Linked DNA regions of Mus musculus: regions 1, 2, 3, 4 and 5 are each linked to region 6. Evidence: chromatin contacts called from public HiChIP or PLAC-seq data. All regions are on one chromosome and are shown on one strand. The core of a region is the stretch at or near the end of the contact, and the rest is flanking DNA. Distances in the headings are between cores, read along the strand shown.

Evidence for each region. HiChIP or PLAC-seq counts read pairs in DNA pulled down with a chosen protein or histone mark.
Region 1: a contact with region 6 is called in an H3K4me3 HiChIP or PLAC-seq map of bone marrow-derived macrophages, with 5 times the contacts expected there. The contact joins the promoter of Ifngr2 here to the enhancer-like site in region 6. A contact is called at or near these places in 4 of 39 promoter capture datasets (the C10 cell line, the HPC-7 cell line, cranial neural crest and 1 more) and 4 of 115 datasets of contacts at active chromatin or transcription factors (bone marrow-derived dendritic cells, bone marrow-derived macrophages, embryonic hindbrain and 1 more).
Region 2: a contact with region 6 is called in an H3K27ac HiChIP or PLAC-seq map of microglia, with 5 times the contacts expected there. The contact joins the promoter of Tmem50b here to the enhancer-like site in region 6. A contact is called at or near these places in 3 of 39 promoter capture datasets (cranial neural crest, neutrophils and pre-B cells), 4 of 115 datasets of contacts at active chromatin or transcription factors (astrocytes, embryonic midbrain, extraembryonic endoderm stem cells and 1 more) and 1 of 9 other capture datasets (pancreatic islet).
Region 3: an H3K27ac HiChIP or PLAC-seq map of extraembryonic endoderm stem cells shows a contact between it and region 6. The contact joins the promoter of Scaf4 here to the enhancer-like site in region 6. A contact is called at or near these places in 4 of 39 promoter capture datasets (cranial neural crest, frontonasal cranial neural crest, maxillary cranial neural crest and 1 more), 4 of 115 datasets of contacts at active chromatin or transcription factors (T-cell acute lymphoblastic leukemia, astrocytes, extraembryonic endoderm stem cells and 1 more) and 2 of 9 other capture datasets (embryonic stem cells and liver).
Region 4: an H3K27ac HiChIP or PLAC-seq map of T-cell acute lymphoblastic leukemia shows a contact between it and region 6, with 6 times the contacts expected there. The contact joins the promoter of Hunk here to the enhancer-like site in region 6. A contact is called at or near these places in 6 of 39 promoter capture datasets (cranial neural crest, frontonasal cranial neural crest, hippocampal neurons and 3 more), 1 of 484 Hi-C or Micro-C datasets (embryonic stem cells) and 8 of 115 datasets of contacts at active chromatin or transcription factors (T-cell acute lymphoblastic leukemia, astrocytes, bone marrow-derived macrophages and 4 more).
Region 5: a contact with region 6 is called in an H3K27ac HiChIP or PLAC-seq map of extraembryonic endoderm stem cells, with 6 times the contacts expected there. The contact joins two enhancer-like sites. A contact is called at or near these places in 4 of 39 promoter capture datasets (the 3T3-L1 cell line, cranial neural crest, frontonasal cranial neural crest and 1 more), 2 of 115 datasets of contacts at active chromatin or transcription factors (extraembryonic endoderm stem cells and trophoblast stem cells) and 1 of 9 other capture datasets (embryonic stem cells).

What each region holds. Positions count from the first base shown.
Region 1 is chr16:91,545,583-91,549,690 of GRCm38.p6, reverse strand. It overlaps Ifngr2 (interferon gamma receptor 2), which reads right to left and starts at 2,632. Exons shown (of 7, transcript NM_008338.4): 1 at 2,459-2,632. The coding sequence starts at 2,528.
Region 2 is chr16:91,595,986-91,599,903 of GRCm38.p6, reverse strand. Tmem50b (transmembrane protein 50B) reads left to right here and starts at 2,224. Exons shown (of 7, transcript NM_030018.3): 1 at 2,224-2,322.
Region 3 is chr16:90,282,985-90,286,962 of GRCm38.p6, reverse strand. Scaf4 (SR-related CTD-associated factor 4) reads left to right here and starts at 2,460. Exons shown (of 20, transcript NM_178923.4): 1 at 2,460-2,960. The coding sequence starts at 2,931.
Region 4 is chr16:90,384,940-90,389,129 of GRCm38.p6, reverse strand. It overlaps Hunk (hormonally upregulated Neu-associated kinase), which reads right to left and starts at 2,733. Exons shown (of 11, transcript NM_015755.2): 1 at 2,414-2,733. The coding sequence starts at 2,674.
Region 5 is chr16:90,258,181-90,262,278 of GRCm38.p6, reverse strand. Scaf4 (SR-related CTD-associated factor 4) reads left to right here. Exons shown (of 20, transcript NM_178923.4): 3 at 61-105; 4 at 1,977-2,138; 5 at 3,433-3,568. Among named protein-coding and RNA genes, the nearest start is that of Scaf4, 24 kb to the left of the region's middle. Within about 2 kb of position 1,983, at least 3 of the 459 cell types and tissues checked have an H3K27ac peak or open chromatin away from gene starts, as enhancers often do. A contact at or near this core is called in extraembryonic endoderm stem cells, where this site is marked.
Region 6 is chr16:90,993,639-90,997,842 of GRCm38.p6, reverse strand. It overlaps Synj1 (synaptojanin 1), which reads left to right. Exons shown (of 32, transcript NM_001164483.1): 3 at 3,816-3,902. Among named protein-coding and RNA genes, the nearest start is that of 4930404I05Rik, 16 kb to the left of the region's middle. Within about 2 kb of position 2,127, at least 149 of the 459 cell types and tissues checked have an H3K27ac peak or open chromatin away from gene starts, as enhancers often do. A contact at or near this core is called in the HPC-7 cell line, T-cell acute lymphoblastic leukemia, bone marrow-derived dendritic cells and 6 more, where this site is marked.

The DNA of each region.
Region 1 (4,108 bases), core at 1,383-3,882, 550 kb before region 6:
TCTGAGTTCGAGGCCAGCCTGATCTACAAAGTGAGTTCCATGACAGCCAGGGATATACAGAGAAACGCTGTCACGAAAAACAAAAACAAAAACAAAAACAAAAGAGAGAGAGAGAGAGAGAAAATACACACAGCCCTTAGCAGCTTGTCTCAATAAATGGGAGCTAGGATTATCACCTATCCAATTACAAGACAGTTCCACCTGAAGAGACAACACCCAAACAGGAAATTCCCTAACACCCATTGGTTTGGATATTCCTTCAAACACACACATACACACATACACAGATACATAGACACACACACACACACAGAGTTACACACAGACACAGAGACACACACACACATATACACTCACAGACACATAGACACACACACAGTTACACACACAGAGACACACATGCACACATACACTCACAGACACACATACAGATACATAGAGACACACAGAGTTACACACAGAGACACACATGCACACACAGACACATAGAGACACACACACATAGAGTTGCATACAGAGAGACATACACACAGACACACACATACACGCACACACTCACATGCTCACACACGGCTACTCCACAGTACAAAGAGCAGCCATGGCTACAAGCAGAAGCCTTGATCCTTCTGTGCAGGAAACTGAATAACTAAAGAGTCTCATGCTATCAATTATTCTTTTTTGTTTTGTTTTTATGATCTACAGCAAATGGCTGCCACCTAACAAAGCAACAGAGAGTAACTCCAGCCTGTTTGGGGTACAGTATTGATATGCTAGCCTTGACTCCCTGGAGCGTTTTACAAATGTTCCTTTCAAAGCCTTGTTTCCGGGGCTGTGAGATGGCCCGGTGGTTAAGGGCACTTGCTACTCTATTAGAGTTCTAGCCCCAGCAGGGCAGCTCAGAACTATTTATAGCTCCAGTTCTGGGAGATATGATGGCCTCTTTTGGCTTCCGTAAGCACCAGGAACTCAAGTGGTGCATAGACATACATAGACATGCAGGCAAAACATGAATATGTTGTTAAAAGCAATTTTATGATTCCTGAGGGCCATTCATAACCTATGGAACAGTTATGGGAATCTTCTCATTACCTGTTGGCCGCAAGAACAATGTCAATATTTTCACTCTGCACTGTGACTAAAAGGGTTTCTTTTAAACATATCCTAGTTTTTCTTTTAAAAAAAAAGTGTGAAAATTTCGCGTTAAGAGTGGCATGAGAGTCTAAGAAATTTACAAAAGGCTACCATTTTCAAAATATCTAAGGATCCAATTTGTTGTTAATGAGCCACAGACCACGACTTTTGTGGAGCATAATAAAAAGTTAATCATTAGAAAAATGTCTGTTGTAAAGTTTCTAAATACGCCTATCAACTTCTGAACACATAGTTCACAGACATCTCAGACAATCGCAGGCTCTCCTCCAAAGGAGACCTGTGTGTGTGGGTGTGTCAGACACAGATTGCTCAAGGCAAAATGGGGAACATCAGAGCCAGGGTTTAAAGTCTTTGTCTGACTCCAGGAGAACAAGTTAACTGCGTAACCCACTCATCCTCCTGTGCTCCTCTGCCCTTAAGGAGAAAGGGAACTTAAGGGCCTTTGCAGGGATGCTGACAGAGGACCAACTAACTCCTCAACACCACTTCCAATGGGAGGGAACGTCCCAATTCGTAGGCTTATTTAACTAATGGCCAAACTATAAAAAAAACAAAATAAACAACAACAGCAAGACCCACTGAGTAAACCAAGCCGGCCCGGCCGGCCAGAAACTTCAGGACCCCTTTTTCTCATCCTGAGTTCTGTGTTTTCACAAGGGTGCACCCCACTACCACTGTGGACTCCAGATATCCAAGCTTTGATATGATCTCTGCACGGGAAAGAACCCAGCAAAATATAATCACGTAGGAAGAATGTTCTTGGTTAGTGATGTCTTTCTTTTGTTGGTTTTGATGACTGGCTCATAAATACAGTCAGGTTGGTGACAAAAGTGGGAAGTTGAACCCCGGTAAAGGGCTGTGTGGGCGGAGTAGGATAGAGCTGAGATTAAAAGTGTGCCTCAGCTGACCCTCTGTCCCCATACACTGGAGGGGACACAGGCATTTCTGCTCCCCATCTATAAGATCCCGAGGAACTGAGTACGAGGATTTTATAGGCTGCCCAGACAAATACTGGTCCTGCCCGTCAGCTGATCTCCCTGGCACCAAGGAGCCAAAGACGAACTGGGCTCTCCACCTCCAGGCCTGGAATTCCCCGTGGTCCACGCTACACTCACTGCAGCTCCCTCTTGCAGATTCCTCCTGGTCGGTGCCCCGTCCGATCGCGGTCACCCGCAGATCGGGAACGACTGCAGAACCCCACCCTGTGCCGGGTGCAAGCTCCCGGAGCCACCCACGCGCGGACGCGACACCCAGGAGAGCCCGAGGAGTCGGGGGTGGGGTGGGGGGTCTCCTGGGTCGCGCTTACCTGGCGAGGACGCCGCGGCACCGAGCCCACAGAGCAGCAGCGACGGCAGCCACAGTGGCAAAGGCCGCATGGCCCGGGCGGCCCGGGACCGCGGGGTGGACGCCGCTCAGACTCGCACCGCAGCGGCCATGGCGAGCCGAGCGCCCGCCTCTTCCCCAGCCTAGCCGCAGAGCCGCCTCGCCCCGCCTGCGTCCCGCCCCGCCCCCACCGCGCCCGGCCCCGCCCCCGCCCGGCCCGTGGGGACTTTCCCCGGTGTTCCCGGGAACCGCGGCCCCCGCAGCCCAGCACACAGCCCCGGTGACTCCGGCCACACCTCGCCGAGCCGACCTCCAATGTGTGGCCAGAGATCTCTAGTACCATCCTTCTGGAGAGACCCGTGGACACCCATCCCCACCCTACCCCACCCCACTTCGGACTCCCGCCACGTACGATTTAAGGACCCATTTATTTTGAATTCTGTTCTCTTTAATGACCGGAAAGATCGTGCTAAGCTTTGAATCCTTTTAAGCAAAGGGCTACTTAAGGGTATAGCAGAGAGGACCCTCTAGGCCGTGGTGTCACAGAGGAAGAAAAGCTAGAGGAACTGTACTGGTTGCTTAATAGTCTGTGGGTTTGGCCCTCTGTGGCTGTGAAGCTACGAGGAAGTGACCCCAGAGCAGGGCAGGGATAGGCTCCCAGCCTGAGCCTTCCCCAGTGGCCAGCCTGTTGGCAGAGACGTTCACACCTCGGCCACAAAAAAGGGGGCAACGAAAGGAATGGTTAGAGGGAGACAAGAGTCAAAGAAAGGGGTCATCGAACCGCAGCTATTGCTCCTAACCGCTGAGGCCTCAGTCTTAGGAAGCCACTTTAAACTGTAGTTGAAGCTGGCCTTGAACTTCACAGATCCTCACATCTCTACCTCTCAGGGGTTAGTCGTGGGCCCCCAAACCCTTCCCTTGTGCCTGTGGCTCCAGAAGTTGGCCTGTTATAAAAATACGTGATGAAATTATCTAGCAAAAATTTGAACTATGACTTGAGAATTTCAAGACCCAGAAATGTACTTACATGCCAAGGAGAAGAGGAGGGCTGTGGGGATCCTCTCAACAGGACGTGTTGAAAACCGCAGAGGAGAGAAAACCTAACCACACAGGCTGTGGATTATAAGTATACCCCTCTGAGTGCCCCGTGCCCTGCCCCCGGCATGTTTTATTTTTATGAGACAGGGTAAGGAAAAGGACTCAGCTAAAGCCACGAAGGACCTGTGATCACTAAGCTTTTCAGCCTGTGGTCTTGACCCCAAATGGTAAGCCTTTGGAAGTGCTACTACTGCCTCACCCCACTCCCTACCACACCCCTGTCTAGAATCTCCCTCCCTCAGCACAGTGCTAAGGGCATATTCCCTGGATCTGTACCCCATGCCTCAAGCATACAACCCCCCAAAGACAAGCGTTTCTCTCCTTTCCCCAAGGCAACTTTGTCAGGGCAAGGCCAGCTAGGTGCTGGCATCCACTCTCTTGCCCTTCCTGCCTAGAGGAACCCTGATGTCGTTGATAGCTGAGTCTTCTGTTGAGATCTGGCAGCTGGCAGCGGAAGATAACAGGAACTCCGGTCTGGCATTTCCTGTGTGTGTAGCACTCCTGGCTCTGTCTGTCCCTCTGAGCAACTGCTTTG
Region 2 (3,918 bases), core at 975-3,474, 600 kb before region 6:
TAGGCATCCCTGCCTGACAGGCTGACTCGACTGGAGTGCCGTGGCAAGTTTCAAAATCTCCCCAGCCTGGGGAGCCTCGACAGACAGGTGCTCAGGCCAGAATCTAACAACGTATATGAGCAGCAGGGTGTGCTGGCTCACTCGGAGGCAGAGACAGGTGGATCTCTATGAGATGGAGATCAGTCTGGTCTACAAAGCAAGTTCCAGGGCAACCAGGGCACTGTTACACAGGAAAACCATGTCTTGGAAACAAACAATCAAAAAAATCAGCAACAAGACAAAACAAAACCACCAAAGTATATGATTGCATAGCATTTGGTGGAGTTCCAATTCAAGTAATGCATGTATGGAGGTCTGGTCTTTTTCTTCAATATTCAAACTCATTTTATGTGTATGAGTGGTTTTATTTCCCTATTTATTTATTTATTTCATGTATATAAGTATACCATTGCTCTCTTCAGACACACCAGAAGAGGGCACCAGACTCCATTGTAGATGGTTGTGAGTCACCATGTGGTTGTTGGGAATTAAACTCAGGACCTCTGGAAGAGCAGTTGGTGCTCTTAACCATTGAGCCATCTCTCCAGCCTGTGTATTTTTGTTTTGCCTGAATGCATATATGTGCACCATTTGCATGCTTGATGTCCAGGGAATCCAGAAGAGGAAGGTGGCCCCTGGATCTGGAGTTACAGGTGGATGTGAGCCCCACTCTGGGTCCTCCGGTAGAGCATCTTCCCAGTCCCCCTTGCCCCCCTTTTTAACTGATGGAGAAGTGAAAGCAGACGGCACATTCTGGACAGGCAACGCACTACTACTACACTATATCCCAGATCCTCCAGTAGTTTTGAGACAGGACCTCACTTCAGCTTGATCTTTTGTTTTGTTTTGTTTTGTTTTGTTTTTGTTTTTGTTTTTTTCGAGACAGGGTTTCTCTGTATAGCCCTGGCTGTCCTGGAACTCACTTTGTAGACCAGGCTGGCCTGGAACTCAGAAATCCACCTGCCTCTGCCTCCCAAGTGCTGGGATTAAAGGCGTGCGCCACCACGCCCGGCTCGGTTTGGTCTTGAATTTGCTGTGTAATCCAGTCTGACTGGAAATAGAAATATGCTTGAGACCATGATCATACCCAAGCTGAGACATTTTGGAATGCAGGGATCACAGGCATGTATCACCACACCTGTTTATATGATGCTTGGGATACAAGCCAGAGCCTTATGTATTTAAGGCTAAATAATGTACCAACTGAACTACATTCCCTAGCTCTGGGACAGATACCTAAAGATGTTCCCTTCTGCTGCCCCTCTTGCTTGTTAGTGTGTGTGCATAATCCCATACTCCAAAAAGGAATTTATGCAGTGAATATTTATTGAATACCTAAATCCTAGATTATATACAAGAACTACAGGAGTAACAGGATCCAGGATGTCATTTGTGACAGTTACGTGACACAAAAATCTTTTTGCTTTACTCTATCTAGGTGAAGTGTGTTTTTACCTTCAATGTAGTAGTAACTTGGACTTTGCATCTTTCTTTAACTGCATTTATATTCTGTAGGAAATGTGGTTTTTGAAGTTATGCTGAAAAATCCAGAGGCAGTATCTCTAAAGGAGATAAGTAAAGATTTGCTCCCAAAACAAGCCAAAAATCTATTTGGATAGACGGAAAAAGGAATCAGGCTGAAATAGCTATGTAGCTTTGCTTTGCGGGTACCCTCAGAAAACCAGTACTGACTGGGATCCCTGGACCTGTAACTTCATCTTCTGAGGTCTTGGTTTTTGAACGTCTTGGAGTGCGTTCTCGACTCTCGGCAGCTGGTGAACAATGCTCAACTGCTGATATGCAAGAGGACCTTGCGTAATAGGCTTGGGTTCCCCGTACCGGTGCTCTCACCGATGCTGAGGCGCTTGAGTTTACACTACTACCGCAAACCGCAGCAGGAGAGGTCCGGACCTCAGCTCCAGGACGCAGGTAGAGCACCGCGCCAGCCCCGCCCTCAGGAATCAAGCCCCGCCCTCTATCTAATCGGTCGCACTATGATTGGTCTCCGCAGAGCGCACGGGTCCAGCCCCGTTCCGCCTCTGAGGTCCCGGTCCCGCCTCCAGGGGTTATGCCCCGCCCACGCAGGCCACTTGCTGCAATCCCATTGGTTCCTGCGGTGCGCACGGCGCCTCGCCCCCGCCCCACCGGCGCCCTGGCCTCCCGCCCGCCGCCGGCCCCCGGCTCCCGGACTGAGGTTGATCGGGCCGCTGCTTCCCGGACAGACGCGCGCCCTCGACGTCCCTGCTCCTGCCTGGGCTCGGTGTAGACTTCGCAGGTAGCCGGGTGAGTGCGGTTGGCAGGTCTCGGGTTTCTGTGATCTGCCGATCGAACGCAGGGCGCCGGCCCGGCGCGGCCTGAGGTTCTGTGGCGCCGCCCGTGTCGGTGCCAAGGAGCGCGCGGGCGACCGGCGGGGCCCGGCCTGCGCCCGCGTCCTCTCGGCGCCCCGTGGCCCTGACGCCGCCGTGACCCGCGCTCAGCCGAGGCAGGCCGCTCCGCCGCGCATCTCGTCCTGAGTCTGGGGAGGTCCCCAAGGCGATCGGTAGGGGATGGAGGTCCTGTGGGGCACCGCCGCAGCCGCCACCGAGGCCCCACGAGCGTCTGGGGACGAGCGACCCTCCCGTTTGCTCGGAGCCGTTGCCAGGAACTGTCCTTGTATCCTTGACTTTCCCCTCCATCCTGCAAGCGCTGGGGGGAGAGGGAGGAGAGGGAGGAGAGGGAGGAGAGGGAGGGAAGTCTTTGGGAATTCATCCTAAGTGGCGAGTGGCCTTTTCAGAGAAGTAGCAGAGCAGTGGTCGTTGTAGGCTAGGCCATTTTGGTCTTTAGCCAGTAAGTTGGTTTTCACCACTGGAAGGTACTTGAGCCTGAGAGGTGGGTAGATACGTGACCTTTCCGACCGTAGCAGCAGAGGGCTGGGCTCGCTCTTCCACCTTGCTGCTGCGATGGGAGGAGGGGCGTGGGAATTCAAACCTCTCGCTGGAGTAGATATGCTCACCCTCAACAACATCCACCCCCCTACCCCCCCGTGCATCCTTCGCGCTCCAACTCTTCACCCTATTTGTACCACAAATCCCATTTCTAGATAATTCCAGGGGCGCTTATTCCCAGGCTTCTCATCCTCCTTTCTCGTTTGTCTTTTCTACCTGTGTGCGGCTTCCAAAAACCAGAGCCAAGCAATTTAAACACTTAAACGAGCATAGTGTTCAAAGACTTCCTGATCCTAAAAATGAAACCCAGAGGTTAATTTGCATAGCGATGCTTCAAGAAAAGCAGGTTTAATCGGAACGGGGTGAGGATGTAGTTTTTTCCTCTTCAGGAGACACACCCTTTGATCCTCCCCATTCTTCCTCTATCAGCTAGACAGCAGCCTTCAACGCTATTGCGTTGTTTGGTTTTGGTTTTGGTTTTCTAAATTCACTACTGGGGTCAATTGATTAAAGAATCAATCTTGCTTAGTCCTTATGTGTCTTTTAATGTAATAAACATTGAAGAAGATTATCAAGTAAAGTTTTCAGACAATACAGAAACAGCAAATAAAAAGTGAAACCCTCCAGCACGCCTTAAATCCCAGCACTCAGGCAGGTGAGGCCAGTCTTGTCTACAGCTCCAGTTCCAGGACTGCCAGGACTATACAGAGAAACCCTGTCTTGAAAAAAAGGCTGGGGGAGTTCCTCAAAATTCTCTCCTTCACTCTCCACTCTTTATGTCCCAGTTCTACTCTTTTTTTTTTAATTATTTATTATATGTAAGTACACTGTAGCTGTCCTCAGATACTCCAGAAGAGAGCATCAGATTTTGTTACGGATGGTTGTGAGCCACCATGTGGTTGCTGGGATTTGAACTCGGGACCTTCAGAAGAGCAGTCGACGCTCTTAACCACTG
Region 3 (3,978 bases), core at 1,211-3,710, 710 kb after region 6:
CAGATATCTTCTCAACTTGCTTGTCAATCTCTCTTTTCCTGCCTTCGCCTTCTATCCCGAGCATTGTTTGGGGTTTGTCCTCAGCACGCTGACCAATGTGTAAGATAAGTTTCTGGATACTAAACCGACATCCTCAGCACTTTTTTAAAAAAAAGATTTATTTATTTATTATATGTAAGTACACTGTAGCTGTCTTCAGACACCCCAGAAGAGGGCATCAGATCTCATTATGGATGGTTGTGGTTGCTGGGATTTGAACTCAGGACCTTCGGAAGAGCAGTCTGTGCTCTTAACCACTGAGCAGTGATTTAATTTTTAATTGCTATGTAATAGACGTATTTACCGGGTACAGTGTGGAACAGAAAGTGTACTATAGCCGGGCATGGTGGCGCACACCTTTAATCCCAGCACTAGGGAGGCAGAGGCAGACGAATTTCTGAGTTCGAGGCCAGCCTGGTCTACAGAGTGAGTTCCAGGACAGCCAGGGCTACACAGAGAAACTCTGTCTCGAAAAACAAAACAAAACAAACAAAAACAATGAGTAATGGTTAGCTCAGGGTGAGACAGCCATTAAAGCAATTTTGTATTATTTATTTATTTATGTATGTCTTTTAATCGAGGGTTTTGTTTTGTTTTTTTTCTGTTCTAGAATTTGCTCTGTAGACCAGGCTGGCCTTGATCTCTGAGATCCACCTGCCTCTAATCCCAGAGCAATGGATTTAAGGTGTGTGCCACCACCGACTGTCTTATTACTTCTCTGTGTGGATGATATATTCAGGGTCCTCTCTATGGTTACTTTGAACTTTACTATTAATTCTTTTTTTTTTTTTTAAGATTTATTTATTTATTTATTATATGTAAGTACACTGTAGCTGTCCTCAGACACTCCAGAAGAGGGAGTCAGATCTCGTTATGGATGGTTGTGAGCCACCATGTGGTTGCTGGGATTTGAACTCCTGACCTTCGGAAGAGCAGTCGGGTGCTCTTACCCACTGAGCCATCTCACCAGCCCTACTATTAATTCTTGTTAACCACAGCTATCCTATGGAGAGGCATTTCCTGATCCTTACCCTGTCGGAGTTGAACCCACAGCCTTGGTTAGGGCTGAGATTTTTCTTTTTCTTTTTTTTTTCCGAGACAGGGTTTCTCTGTATAGCCCTGGCTGGTCTCGAACTCAGAAATCCACCTGCCTCTGCCTCCCCAGTACTGGGATTAAAGGCGTGTGCCACCATGCTGGGCCAAACACCTTGTTCTTAAACACCTCTGCTCCTTGTCTGTCTGACTTTTCAGCTCCTGTTAGCTGTGCAGTATTGAATCCCAGGTATCTACCTCCTCTCAGCCATTTTCCTGGACTTTACCCATATCGCAAAAGCCCTCAGTTAACTATCCCAGGGACAGCTCAGATGGCTAGAGCCCGAAAAGATAACCGTCTAGCCAGATAAACTTGGGCATGGTGGTTAACTGAACTAGGCTGACTTAAATGAGGACACTGTTCATAGGCATTGACAAAGATTAGCCATTACGCCCTCAAACTCATTCCTTCCTTAAATTATTACCAAGTTGACGCAAACCCAGCACTCATGTCCTTCAAGAAGCAGTGTGCATCTTCCCTCCGGAACACCATTCTGTCTTTCCTCCAGTGCCTGATACCTTCAGCCTCATCATCTCCAGGGCCCGAAGCCATGCTGTTCCTGGCCCCACTTTCTTCCGCATGCATACTTTGCAGGATGTCAACCTGCATGATGCCCCCTTAAGAACAAAATCCTAACTCTGCTAGGATCTGGTCTCGGTAGGGCCAGTTGCTTTCCCTAAGTACCAGCCGGTTGTCCTCCAAGGAGAGGTGATAGCACAGCGCGCAAGGTCCAGAGGGCCCCTCCTTTCTCGAATTCTTTTAGGATGCTCGCCCTTTTCTACGGGAAGTAGTCCCCAACTTCCAGTACGAGTCAGGCCTTCTAGCTTTTATACTCATGCTCCACAAAAGTGAGGTTTCTACAGAAAAACTTTCATTTTTCACACACCCAACAGACAGCGGTCGCAGCGCGCGGCAGGCGGTGAGAACTCAAGTGAATCAGAACACACTTCTGCCGAGAGCGACCCAACGGGGTTTGGGGAGATTAGCGTTAGGGGTTCAGGAGCCCAGTCCTCGGAAGTTGCTCAGGGCGTCCACCAGGTCCGCACGCAAGTCGAAGCAGGGGACTTGGAGACTGCAGACGCTCACCCTCCGCGCTTTGTTTGTCGCAGCAGCAGGGCGCAGTCCTGCCCGGACACAATGCACCCCGGGAGCCGTCGTCCGGATCCTGAGCCCAGAAGACGGGAACTCTCCGCAGCCGCAACCGGCGGGAAAGCGCGCGACAACGCGCGGTCACACGCTAGCGGCTCGGCGCCGGTGGGGCGCGGAGGGGCGGGGCGTGGGCGGAGCCAAGCACGAGCGGGGCGGAGCCGGGCTCAGGAAGCGCTTGGAGGCCCGAGCTGTCCCAGGGTGCTTCGCGCGGCGTGCACTCGGGTCGCTGCCGCCATCCTGCTGGCGAAAGAGAGGAGAGAGACAGAGAGGCCCGCCCGCTCGCCGGCCGGGCCAGTGTGGGCCAGTGCGTGAGGGAGGGCGCGGGGGGCCGTGTCAGCGCGACGCAGAGCGCAGCCGCCGCCGCCAAACGGACATGTTGGAGCCCCGCGCTGCCGCCGCCTCCCATCCCTCCTCCGGCGCACGGGACTGAGCAGGGGCCCGCCGCCTCTGCCTGCGCTCGACCGGCCCAGCCTCGCCGCCTCGGCCGCAGCCCCTTCCTGCTCGGCCTCCGCCGCTCGTCGCCTCCCGTCCTCCTCCCCCTCCACGCCCAAGGGCCCTGCCGGCACCCGGCCCTACTCAGCCGCCGCTCCAGGTCTAGGTGACCGGCGGGCCCGGAGCAGCCGCAGCCGCCGCCGCAACGCGCGCGAACATGGACGCCGTCAACGCCTTCAACCAGGAGGTGAGGAGTGCTTGGGGTTAGGGCTGGTGCGGGCCACGCCGGGGCCGCTTCTCTCGCTGCCCGAGGGCTTTCGAGCACCGAGTCCGGGCGGGGACGCTTCCTGCCCCGGTTCCGGGGCAGCGGGCCTGGAGCCGGGGAGAGGTCGCGGCCACCGCCGGGGGCTGACCCCGCGCCCCTCCCCCGCCAGTGCCCCTTCGCCCCCTTCCGGCCTGTGCCGACTCCCGCTTCTTCAACGTGGCCCTTATGCTGCTCCCGGCCCCGTTATCGGCTTTACGGGGCCGGGATCCCGCCAGGGGCTGCAACGGAGCGCTCGGCCGACTCAGGGGCGGGAGTTCCCGCGAGTCCCGGGGCCGGCGTAGCAGCCGCCTGGGTTCTCCTGTTGCTCAGGCCGCGGCGCTGCGCGGCGGCCGCTGGACTCTGATCCCGGTTGGCGGAGACTTAGAGAGGGTGTCTGCCCTCCCACCTCCTGGATTGACACGCTCACAAATGAACATAGAGCGGTAGTTCCCTTGGCCTTTCTATCTAGAACGTGCCCTTTCTGTACATCGTGACACCTAAAAAGTTGAATGGGAGAGCAAAGTGTACGCCCCATTTAGTCCGCTAGTAAGGCTGCTTGGGTCTCCACCTGCTCACCCTCGCACCGCCCTCTCGGGGTACTTAATCCTCAGCTCCCTTCCTCAGGGACATTTACATGTGAAAACCTCCCCAAACCGGGAACAAAGCTGCCTGCCGCCTTAAAGCTCTCTAGTTGTATCTCTGATCGTTCCATGTGCTGCTTAGGGGCATAAAGTCCATACTATCTTATTTATCTGAATGGATGTGGGAGGAGGAGACGACCACTGATGCTTTAAAACGCAGTTACAGAGTGGAAACTATTGTGAATTAAGTTGGGGTATGTTTCCCGTTTCAAATACCACTGAAGGAATCTGATGTCATAGTTTGACACGTGTTGATGTGGTGTCAGAACTTGCTCCATCTCACAATGAGATTTCTGTGGCTCAGTTCGCAATAGTATTAG
Region 4 (4,190 bases), core at 1,484-3,983, 610 kb after region 6:
TCCTAAAAGAGAAAATCTGCACCCACTAAAAAGGAGAAGAAAAGGAAGCCTTTAACTAAACCTACGCACCCTAAGAAAGTTGTGATAGGCGGGGAGGCTGGGAGCCTGGAAGCAAGCTTTCACAGAATCTGCCTTTCCTGAAGTGAAGCCCCTTGGCCTGCAGTTTAGTTTGCAAATAGCTTGAGGTAGCCTCCGCTTTTCCTCTAGCTTTGCTTAATAAAGCAAAACCCAAAAGAAAGGAGGGCCTGGGACTCAGAAACTCACCAAATGTTCTCCCTCTCCCCCTAGCCCTCTCCCCTCCCCCTCTCCTTCTCATCTCTATAATCAGCTAAAACCCACATCTATTAGTTAAGCATTAAAGGTGTAGGGTTAGGGAGATAAAAGCTATGAATAGCACCACTGTTTCTTTAAAGCTCACCGTTGAAGGAGCTAATATCCAGGTCCCTCCCTGATACTCTGTTGTCCCCAGAGAAAGGTCCCTCCTGGTTAAAGAAAAGCATTGCAGGAATGACCAAGGTTTGCATCCCTGGCCTCTGCATTGACAACTATGGTCTTTAACTAGATCTGATCAACTGGTCCAGGGGGAAAAAACCTTATATTCAACAATCCTCCTCTCAATGCAAAGATGAATTGAGCCATCATAAAGACAGGAGGAAATGAGACCCTTCATCTAGACCCCAGTTGGGCAGAAACCTCCCTGTATTTATTCCTGCTAGGCAGGAGCTAACACAGGAGTCCAGAACTGAATCAGGGCTGAACCCTGAATACCCCAGGCAGTGCAGCCAAGGACAAAAGTATTATCCCATGGGGCAAAACTGCCCTAGTGAGGAGCTGAGGTCCAGCCCAACATGGCAAAAAGCTCTAAGAAGTTCTGATCTCTTTAGAGAGGTGATGTGCATAGCCAGACTAAATCCTCTAGATTTTGAGAGCAAAGTCCTTCGCCTCTCCCTGCCAGAACAGAAATGAGCTCCCTGAAATCAGTCTGCATCACTGATGTGTGTCCGGCAGACAGCCCACTGCGCACCAAAAAGTAAATAAATATTCCCTTACTCCACTGAGAACAACTAGGACGGGTCTAAAGAGTTTCTCCTTTGAAGAGCTAATGTGAGTTCATACTGAATGCTGGGTTTTTTTTGTTTGTTTGTTTTTTGTTTTTGTTTTTGTTTTTTTGTTTTTTGTGGGTGTTTTTTTTTTTTTTTTTTTTTTTTTTGCTTGGAAATTCGGGCAAGAGACACTTGAAAATGACTGCTCGGTCTAACCCTGCTTACCCAGTATAAAGGGGCACCCCACTTGGAATGGCTACAGAAAAAGAAGATAAAGTCAAAGGGTGATGGAACCCAGTGCTCAAATGTAGGGGTTTCCAGGACAACAGAAACCAAGAGGAAATCAAAGGTATCCAGAGGCTAGAAAATGACTAGTGTGGTGGCCCTGGCCTGTCACCAGACTTCTCACAGTTCATCACTGTCACAAACCCCTAGGCTGGGCAAGGAAACCCAGAGCAGCAGGCCCGAGGGCTTGGCCCTTGGGCTATTTGCTGCTAGGACCGGCTGAGTTCCCCTCCTCCGCCCGCGCGGACAACCCCCAGCCTGGGTGATTAGAGTATTGGGTCCCTACAAAGATACCAGTTTGGCAGCCCAGAGCAATTCCCTGCCTGAGGCCACCCAGCCTCAAAAGTAAGTCAGCTTCTTGGGTTTCTTTTCACAAATCTAAGTTAACACCTGAGATCTGCCCGCACCCGGCCTGGCAAGAGTTCACTCTCTCACTTCTAATTAGGTCGAAGTAGAGTCCCTCCGGGTGTGGGGGAGGGGCCCCTTTCCTTTACTGTCTTCTAGAAAGATGAAAAGGTATCTGCAAACTTCTAGAGTCCAGGGCCTGTGTAGTTCTGCACCTGCCAAAAGCAGGATCGTTACTCCAACAGTTGCCCCAGCCCACACGGGGGGAGAGGGGAGCTTACAGGGCCCCAACTCCCCTCCACGTCCTCGCCTGAGCCCAGGAGGGATGAAACTCTAAGCAACCTCAGACTGGCTGCCTTGCTCTCCCGCCGCCGCACATTCCACAGGCAAAGCTGAACCCCAGCCTGGATCTAGTTCCCGCCTCTGCACTGATCCATGCCCCTACCGCAGGACCCTCCACCGCCACCTCTCCCCTCCCTTCCCTGGCGTCCGCCAGGCGGCACCCTTCCAAAACAAAACAGAAAGACGGTGCGGGGTAGCTTCGCGGGTACATCTATCTGCCCGGGTACCCCACCCCACGAACGTGAGCCCATCACCACCATCATCCATCAGTAGGTGCCCGGTGGCCCACTAGGAGAGCCTGAGCGTGCGTCTAGCCACACTGGGTTGGAGAGCCAGGCTGAGTGCTCGCGGGACAGTGCTCCCGGGTCCTCCCGCCAGGCCCGCGCACCCCAGCTCACCTTTTCTCCCGTCAGCACGTGCAGCCCCTCGCGCACCTTGGCGAAGGAGCCCTCTCCCAGCTTCCTGCTGCCGATGAGGTAGTTGCCCACGCGCTTGTGGTGCTGGAAGTCCCGGAGCCGCTCGCGGGACACGCCGCTCACCCAGGCGGGCAGGAAACTTCCCTCGCAGGCCGCCGCCGGCCTGGTCGTGTCCTCCGCGCCTCCATCGCCCCCCGGTGCCGCCGGCTCGCCCAAGAGCCCGTCCCCCGCCGCTGCCGGCATCGCGCTCGCTCGGCTCCCGCGCTCGCAGCCGCTCCTCCTCCGGCTCCCGGGGCTGCCCTGGCTCCTCCTGCCGCCGCCCTGGACCCGGCCCCGCCCGGCCCGGGTCTCTGTGCTCACGCCCCCCGCGCCTCTGTGCTAGCGCCGCGCGCAGACAATAGCTGGCGACCGGGCGACCGGGGACCCGCCCCCGAGAAGTTCGTCCTCCGAGGATCGATCGCCCAGATCGCGCCCGCGGTCCCGTCTGGTGCCCCGATCGGCTGTGAGAGGGAACAGCGGCTGCTGGTCCGAGAGGGGCACAGTCCGGTGGCGGAGTCCCCCAAGCCCGGGCGCCGCCGCCCTCTGGCCCGCCGGGTCCTCAGCGGTGCTCCCCGGGGCCGCTCCCGCCGGAGAGGAGCGCGCGGCGGGCTGCAGGCGCCCTCTGGAAGGCAGCAGAAGAAAGCCCCATTCAGTTTGAATTTGCAGAAATTTAATCCGCTCGCGGGCGGCGGGGACAGAAGCGAGCTCCACTCCGCAGCTTGAGCACTTTCAAATCCCTCGTAGCCCCTCCTTCCTTCCCCGCGCGCAACAGCCGAACTCGACCCTCGCTGGAGAGGGGAGGGGAAGGGAGCGGCGGAGTGGGCGGCGAAGCCACCTGAGCGCCAGACAGGGGGACCCCGCGCGGCCGCGTAGACGCGCGCTCCTGGGCTGCCCAAGACCTGCTGCCTCCCGGGGTGCGGATCGCGCAGGTTCTGAGCTTGAGCTTTCTGGCCCTTTCGAGAGTGAATGTCCTCACCAACAGCACCCACCATAGGCAGGGGAAAGAGAAAGAGAAGCTTTGGACTGTAGCAGAGTTGGATACCCAACCCAGAACCTGGCACACAGTAGGGACTATGGAAGATGGGTGGGTGGGTACCTAGCAGGCTATGTGTCGGGGCTCGCACACATACTCGATTGCTGTTGTCCGTGGAGAAGCAGCCGCCACAGCTAACAGTAGTGGCGGCAGCGTAGGAACCAGGGCGTTTGCTGCTTGTGCGCGTTCGTTTGCCCCCTCTCTGCTTTCCTTAGAGATGATGTATTGCAGGGTGAGCCGGACCGGACCGGACCGGAGCCTCACTGCTCCTGAATGCTTTTATTCTGCGGGCTCTGTGAGTGCACTGATTTCACCTAAACAATAAACATAAACAGCCTGAGACACCTACCCATTATTCTCCAGGATCCCCAATATATTCCTGAAGCGAAATGAGAGACACACACACACAAAAAGGATGCGGAGAGGGCTTTCCAAAATGCGACCTGTTGAGGTGCCCGCGTCTAATGCAAATTTAACCTCTGATCACACATCATCTGAGCTCAAAGGGAGGATTCGGTCCTAACAAAGTTCATTTCATTGTTTACCCCGCAGTAAACAGTTATGACATCATCGATCCACATTTATGCTCTGAGGTGGGGGAGGGGACACAGCTGTCACCCATCCAGTCTTGGGGCGGGGAAGATCCCTTTCCTGGCCTATCTAGAAAGTAACCCCCAAAATGACCGT
Region 5 (4,098 bases), core at 734-3,233, 740 kb after region 6:
CAGTGTTTTGAATTGTAGAAAATATAAAAATGTATAAACTAATTTTATGTTCTTTTTCAGCTTTATAAGCACGTTGTTCAAATAGTAGAAAAGTTCATCAAAAAGGTAACTATTGCATTCCTGCATGTTTATGATAAGCAGTTATTTATATATGTGAATTGAAATTTGAATGCATGCTTCTAAAAAACACTCTAGAAAAAAAGCAGTTATTGGGGTTGGAACCATGGCTCAACCAGGTGAGTGCAGTGGAACCTCTTCCAGAAGACCTGGGCTCCATGCCCAGCACCCACAAGGGCCGCTGACACTCTTCCAGAACTGCAGGGTGAGGGAGTCTTTGCCTTCTTTGGGCTCTGGGCACCAGATATGCACATGGTACACATATATACATAAACAGACAAAACACGCATATATGATACATGTTTTGTTTTTAAGATTTATTTGTTTCTATATGTGGGCACACTGTCACTGTCTTCAGACACACCAGAAGAGGGCATCAGATCCCATTACAGATGGTTGTGAGCCACCATGTGATTGCTGGGACTTGAACTCGGGACCTCTGGAAGAGCAGCCAGTGCTCTTAACCACTGAGCCATCTCTCCAGTCCACAGTAACTGTTTTTTTTAAAAAATATTTACTGAATTTCTTTTAAGCACTGAGAAGTTTTAAAAGGTATTTTTCCCATATTTCTGCCGTTCATTGAGTATTGGTGAGAGGTTGGTGCTGGGCTCTGTCATAGCTGAGAATAGTGTTGGTCCCAGCCCTAAGAGCCTGCCATTCTATACTCTGCCTCATCTGCTCTGTTGACATTTGATTTTCAGGTCAGTTTTTCAGGTGAAGTTACTTTTTATTTTCCCTGACTTTTCTCTGTTACCATCATCATTAAGCTGTCTTTAGTTGTGTGTTGTCTTAAAGTAAGTGTGTGTGTGTATGTGTGTGTGTGTGTGTGTATGAATGATTAGCATGTCTTTTTCAGGAGTGAACTGAGAGTGGTCTTAGGTTTTTTTATTTGTTTGGTTTTGGTTTTATTGTTGTCTTGAGACAGGGTTTCTCTGTGTAGCCCTGGCTGTCCTGGAACTCACTCTGTAGACCAGGCTGACCTCGAACTCGGAAATCCGCCTGCCTCTGCCTTCCAAGTGCTGGGATTAAAGGCTTGCGCCATCACGCCCAACTAAGGCTTTATTTTTGTTGCTGAATTGCTTGCCTTCCACAAAGGGCTATGTCTTTTCCTATATAAATGCCTGTTTTTCTAATACTTGGTTGGTTGTTTCCTTTGTCAAATTTATAGACCCAAATGACTCTTCCTCTTACTTTTTATTTCTCTGGTACATATTTTGTTTGTTTTTGGTTTTTTTGAGACAGGGTCTCTCTGTACAGCCCTGGCTGTCCTGGAACTCACTCTGTAGACCAGGCTGGCCTCGAAGTCTCTGGTACATATTTTAACAGAAGTAAAACTAGCATGTTTAAAAGTATGTTTTAGTAACTTCAGGAAGTTATTCAAGACTCAGAATGACTGAATTGTAGGAAAGTGGGTTGGTAAAGTGGCTCTGGAAAGTTTTGGAAGTGAAGTCAAGGATTTGGGGAAACAAAGTCCTGAGAGCTACTTTGAAGTAACAAAGAGTGTCACTATTGACAGATGTGACACTGACAGCCAGATAGAGAGATGGCTGGAGCACGTGAGCAGCTGCTGCACAGTGCGCAGTGCATGTGGCGAGCTGCGAGCTGATGTGTGACATAGTGGGTGGTGGATGTGCTTGGGCTTTGTCGTTACTTTTCCTTTCCTTCCCTTTCCCTCTTTCTTTTCTTTCTCCCTTTCTAATTCCAGACAGTTTTACTCTGTAGCCCTGGATGGGCAGGAACTCACTAAGTAGACCAGATTGGGTCAGATTCACCTCTGGAATACTGGGCATGGAGGCATACACCATTGCACCTCCTGATTCCACTTTCCTTGGTCTAAGCTTGTCTCCTCCCCTTTGCAGTGTAAGCCAGAATATAAGGTTCCAGGCCTGTATGTCATCGACTCCATCGTGAGACAGTCTCGGCACCAGTTTGGAACTGATAAAGATGTTTTTGGGCCAAGATTCTCTAAAAATATAACTGCTACATTCCAGTATTTATATCTTTGTCCATCTGAAGATAAGGTATGGTTAAAACGTAACAAGCTAACATTTTGCATTTTGTCCAGCTTATTTCCTCTTTATATTTCTCACACAATGCTTACGTTCACGTTGTTGACACTTGTTATTTATGTTACTGGGTGATATCTTCATGTACTGATCTTGAATTGTAAGGTCAGTTTTTTCTACGGTGGTCATTTCCTATTCTTGCTTATATGTGAAATGGAGAAGTCACTTGGCCTCTGTACAAGGACTTTTATAATGTTGAATCATAGAAGGAGCCAGAGTTATAGATCCTGAGCAGAGCAGAGCAGAGCTTGCTGGCGAGTGAGGAGTGCCTTACCTCTGTGCATGGGAAGCCTCTTCTAAACGGCGTGGTAACAACAGCCAACAGCTAGGCGCTGTACACTACACATTTCATGTTACATATCCTGCAGTTAAAAGAAACTAGCAAAGGTTGTTCAGGAAGCATTATCTTTCCTTAAAGAACATATTGCTAGTGGGCATGGAGACACATATCCTTTGATCTCAGCACTTAGTGGGCAGATTGCTAATAACAGCAAGCTGAAGCTACAGAAGGAAGACAGACAACAACTCTGTGTGAGAGAAAATACTCACCAGGGTTTTGCATACTCTAGAAGACCCAGATTTGTTCTTCCCCAACATTCACACATGCAAGTGATTAATCTGCAGTAAGACTGCAACACACACATACATACACACACACACCACACACACATATACACCACACACACACATACACACACCACACACACACCACACACACACACCACACACACACCACACACCATACACACACACACACCACACACACAGTTTCACTGAAAGAAAGAAGGAACGAACATGAACGATACATGCATTCTAAATAGGTGGGAATTCACAGTAAACATCACTAACACTAACTTAACCTGCTGCTTTAGTTTCTCTTAATTCTTAAAGAAGTTATGTAACAGAAAAGGGAACTTGGTTTGGTCAAACCAGAGAGAGAGGGAAAGTGCCCGTGTCTGAGAGTAGCGACATTTGCATGAGGAGAGGCGTTGTGGGTTTGCAGAGTCTGTATAAGAGCATTAGAAATGGTTCTTGACGTGTTTACCTTCCTTTGTATTTGCTAGCTGTGTATTCTGTTTATATTCCTTTTCATTGGATCATACCACCGAGAAAAGGTTAATTTGAGTTTAACTGGGTAATAGTTCTGGTGGATTTTTTCCCTTATGAAACAGTAATTCTCTTTAAAATCAGATATGATACATTATTTCTATAAATATTTATTGTATGTTCATTTTCTTACATATAACAGAGTAAAATAGTTCGTGTGCTAAATCTTTGGCAAAAAAATGGAGTGTTCAAAATTGAAATTATTCAGCCTCTTTTGGACATGGCAGCAGGAACCAGTAATGCTGCTCCAGTAGCAGAAAATGTCACCAACAATGAAGGTACAGTGCATATCTGCCAGTGACAGAAGGTCCTGCAAGTGTACTGGCGTCTGTCTGCTTTTCTGTATGTGTGTCTGTGTTGTCCTGTCCCAGTGTGTTTGCCTTTGTTTTATCTTATTTTCTCTTATTGTTCTTTAGCTGCCTGTTTGTTTTCAAAGGGTGTGGATTCAGATGAGAGGGAGGGAGGGTCTCAGAGGAGCTGGGGAGGAAAGCCATGATCAGAACATAGTGCAACTGGTCAGCATTTAACAAAAGTTAGCAAAAGCAAGCAAGCAAGCAAACAGAAAGAATAGAATTTCTGTATGTGAAAGGCTTTGTTTCTAAGCTGGTAGAAATTCCTGTGGAAGATGACTTGATTTGCTTTTGGAAGGTACAGTTTTTCTTTCTGTATTTTTACTTCAAATGAGAATGCCCTTTGTCGCTTCATCTCTCTCTCTCTTTCTCTATCTAGAATATGTCTTAGTAACCACTATCTATTCATTTTCCTATGTAAAACTAGACAGGATTTTGTTTTAGCAGCAAAACTTGAA
Region 6 (4,204 bases), core at 878-3,377:
TCTTAGTGTGGAATAAGTGGTCTTATTTCAGATCATCTCTTCATAGGTGAAGATTCTTATATTATTTTCTAAAATGGGATTTCGGGGGAGTACAACAGTGATCATGATTAACCCTTGTATAATCTCTTTTGGTATACTTTATAAGGTCTCGTAAAATAAGAAAGCCTTTTCCACCCACTTAAAAGCAGTGTTTGAGCTGGATACCTCAGCTCTCAGCAGGCTGAGGCACAAAGAGGATGGACTCAAGACTAACCTGGGCTGCACAATGAAACTCTTTTAAAAAAATTATAAATGGACAATAGGGCATTGTAAGATTTATCCTATCAATGCCATTTAGACATATTTATCTAAATTCAGGAGGAGGAAATAATTTTAAACATACAGAAAAGTTGAAGTTAGTAAAATAAAATTTAAAAAAGGATATTTTCTTACCGATTTGAGAGTAGGTTGCTGACGTGAGACCTTATTGTCCCCAGATACTGTGCTGTGTGTTCCCTAGACATTCTCCTCGTAAGGGCGCACAGCAGTCCTGCCACTGCCACTGCTCAGGCCCTCTTCACGCTTACCAGTAGCTAGCCATGCTTTCTATGATGGAAAGATCCATTCAGATCTGTATAGTTGATTTAAAAGGCAGGCCTTAATCTCCTCAACTCTAGAGCTCTAGTCTCTGACCCTCAGGACCTAGGAGAACAGTTGTTTTATAGGATGTTGTCCCTCCTTGCTGTGTGGGGCTTCTGCTGTTGCTCACCTTTGACAGAGCTATTTCAGAAGCTGTGCTGTTTTCGTCAGTCAGGTGACAGCTTTAAACTGCCTTGTTAATGTGTCAATATCGGTATGCACTTTGATTACTGGTAAAGGTAATCGTCTACTAGGTGTTGCAGGCTTTTGTTCTCCCTCCTGATTGTTCTGAGGACTTTGAGACTAGATAAACACCCCTTTCCTTGTGGAACTTCTAGTCTATACGCATATTCAGGGAGTAATAACATTCATTATTATTTCCTTTGTTGCTTATACTCTACATTTTTCAGTACCATTGAACATGTAGCAATGGAACCTACCCTAAGTTCAAGAGCAGGAAGTAGGTAGCTCTTCCAGGGTCCCACACTGTACCCCTGGGACCAGGTTCACCTGCCTCTGCATCTCCAATGCTGGGATTAAAGTATTAGTCACTGTGCCCAGAAAAGAGGTTCCCTCTAATGCTGGCTCCTTAGACTTAGACAATTAGTAACTGACTTAAGCCAATTTCCTCAGGTCAAATGGAAGGTGTAGCTTTGTCCTTAGGGTACTGTGAAAATTAAATAGTGCACATAAACACCTGGCCTTGTGTTAGTGCCATAATCATCGCAGAGATGATGAACTAATACTGTAGCTGTAAGACCATTTCTAAATTGCTGGTAATAGAAACTCATGGCAGTAAAAATGTAACCTCGGGCTGGTGAGATGGCTCAGTGGGTAAGAGCACCTGACTGTTCTTCCGAAGGTCCAGAGTTCAAATCCCAGCAACCACATGGTGGCTTACAACCATCCGTAACAAGATCTGACTCCCTCTTCTGGTGTGTCTGAAGACAGCTACAGTGTACTTACATATAATAATAAATAAATCTTAAAAAAAAAGAAAGAAAAAAAAACAATAATAAAAAAAAAATGTAACCTCATCTGCTTTAGTCAGAGAGAGAGAGAACTCAGAAGATAACTCTGAAATACAAATAATTAAGTGGCTTGGTGTATGCTTACATGTTTAAGCTAGATGACGGTGCAATAGAAGGATGGTCACTGGGCCTGAGAGACAGTGTTTATTTGTTGTGCAATTGAGAAGAAAATAGTTATGAGGAGAGAATATTTATTTCATGATAATTTAGGTTACAGAGACTATTCATATGGGGAGAGAATTACTTAATATTAAGTTACATTTTCTTTTTAACTCTTGCTGGCTGTGGTCATTGAACCTAATGGTGATTTTTTGCTAACTGCTAATTTAACCTAATTGCTGCTGACACTAATACATCAGTAATTCCTTCATTCCAATGACAGCAATAATATTTTAAATTCACACAGCATGTAGCCTGAGGGACTCCGTAGAGCAGTCTGACCTGGAAACCGCATTTTCTGCCATGAAAAATTGAGACCCACTCCCAGCCCCACCCATGGTACGCTGAATGAGGAAGTGCAGCACTTAAGAAAGGCAGCTGTAGTTTCCTTTAGAAAACAATTCAGTTTTTGTTGTAAATTTTAAATTTGAATTGACCATAAACACATAGAACAATATAATGCTAGGACGGCTAGATATGTGAAAGAAGACACGATTCCCCTAGCATGCTAAAAGTCTTCCCCACTCTAGTTTCATACTGGTTACAGAAAGGCCCACACTTAATAATGAACATATTAGAGAATGTGATGGTGTTAGTTGAGTCATTTAGCTTTAGCCTGTGCTGCCAGCTAACTGACCATAAGTCCCCGGCTGGCCAAAGTGAGCCGCGGAGGAGAAGCTTGAGTAGACAGGGTGGAGAGAGGCAGATGGGGAAGTGAGATACTATGTGGAACTCTGGGGAAGAGCTTTAAGATAAGAGTCTGGAATCCAAGGAATTGGCAAGGAATCTTGGATAAGATGTAGATTGAGAAGAGCCTGTGTCTGCAGAGAAGATAGACAGGAAATGGGAGGTCAGAGCAATCTGCTTACTTGCTTTCCTAGAGCAGCATACAGGAGCCCTGCCAAGGGTTCTGTGGTTGTGGTGTGGACAGAGGGGAGGGAGAAGGCTAAGTGTGATGAGGACAGGGAATCCTGTGACCTAGCAAGCCTCCTCGAGCTGGGGAGAGGTGGGACAGGGAACGGAGGGCAGTGGCTAAGTTTGAATTTCACACTTCAGAATGTGCTATTTGAAATTCTTTGAAATACCAGATGTGGTTTATGTTCCTTGGTTCTTTGTTGTATCTTAAATGTGGATCTGCTAAGTGCTAGGAAGGTTCTGCCTTTAAACATCCGGGATTTTTGTTGTTGTTGTCTTTTATTTTATTTTATTTTTTTATCAGTAGACTAACCATAGTAGCCTGCTCTAGGGAAATTATTGCCTGGCTTGAGCTCATTAGCAAGTTTGCCTCAGCTTAGAGCAAAGGAAGTGAGAGGAAGGTCAGTAAAGACTGCCCCACTGCCATGCTAAACCGTGTGGTCAAGCAGTGGCTTGCAGCATTTACCAGTTTATTCAGCTTCTGTGTCCAGGATAAACGAGTGAGTAAAACAGGCTATCAACAAGAAGACAGACTCCTTAGATGGGCAGAATTCTGTAACTCCAGCAAGAAAGTTCTTCTACTAGTTGGACAGAATACCTAATATAATACACTGGTGTTTGGAGAGGTCACCTATATCAAACATGGAGATACTGAGCTGGTGCCCACAGAGACTTCATCCCTATGTTCCAGCATCCTTGATACAGAAAGGTATTCTGCACATTATCAAGGGTAATGTAAATACCAAGCCAGCTACAAAACCTTTATTCACAACAGTGTCCAGCCTGTAAGATATGCTAAGGTAATGGTGGCACAGGGCTTGCAGAAGTAACCCACCAACAACTGATTTGACTCGAGGCTCACTTCACGAGGTGAACCCAGATCTGACACAGCTTGAGTGGTCAAGAACCAGAGACTAGATAACCCAGTGACATAGGGGGAAACCAAGTCATGCTGGTCTAAAGACAGAGAGAGAAAAAAGAGAAAATAGATAGATAGATAAATGGGGAAAACGATCCCATTTTGAAGCTTTGTTTCAAGTCTGGCATTACAACTAAATAGATTCTAATGTTTTCAATTATTATTTTTAACAGCATCTGCAGAAAAGGAGGCTATTAAAGGCACATATGCCAAAGTACTGGATGCATACGGACTTTTGGGAGTTTTACGATTAAATCTTGGTAAGTCTGTTATTCCGTGTGGTTAATCTACTTTTTCATTTCTGTTTTTATAGTTCTGAAGATGAGAGAGACTACCTGTATATCATTTCAAACCCAGTATTTGAGCCTTAACTAGTATATACCTTTTAAACATTCATTAGGATAATCTTTTTAAATATTTTTATTAACTGAGAATTTCATGTAATGTATTTGATTATATTCAACCCCCCCCAACTCCTCCCAGATCTATGCCCACATCCTCACCCAACATACTAACTCTTTCTCTCTCCCTCCCTTCCTCTCTCTCAATCTCTCTTTGTCCC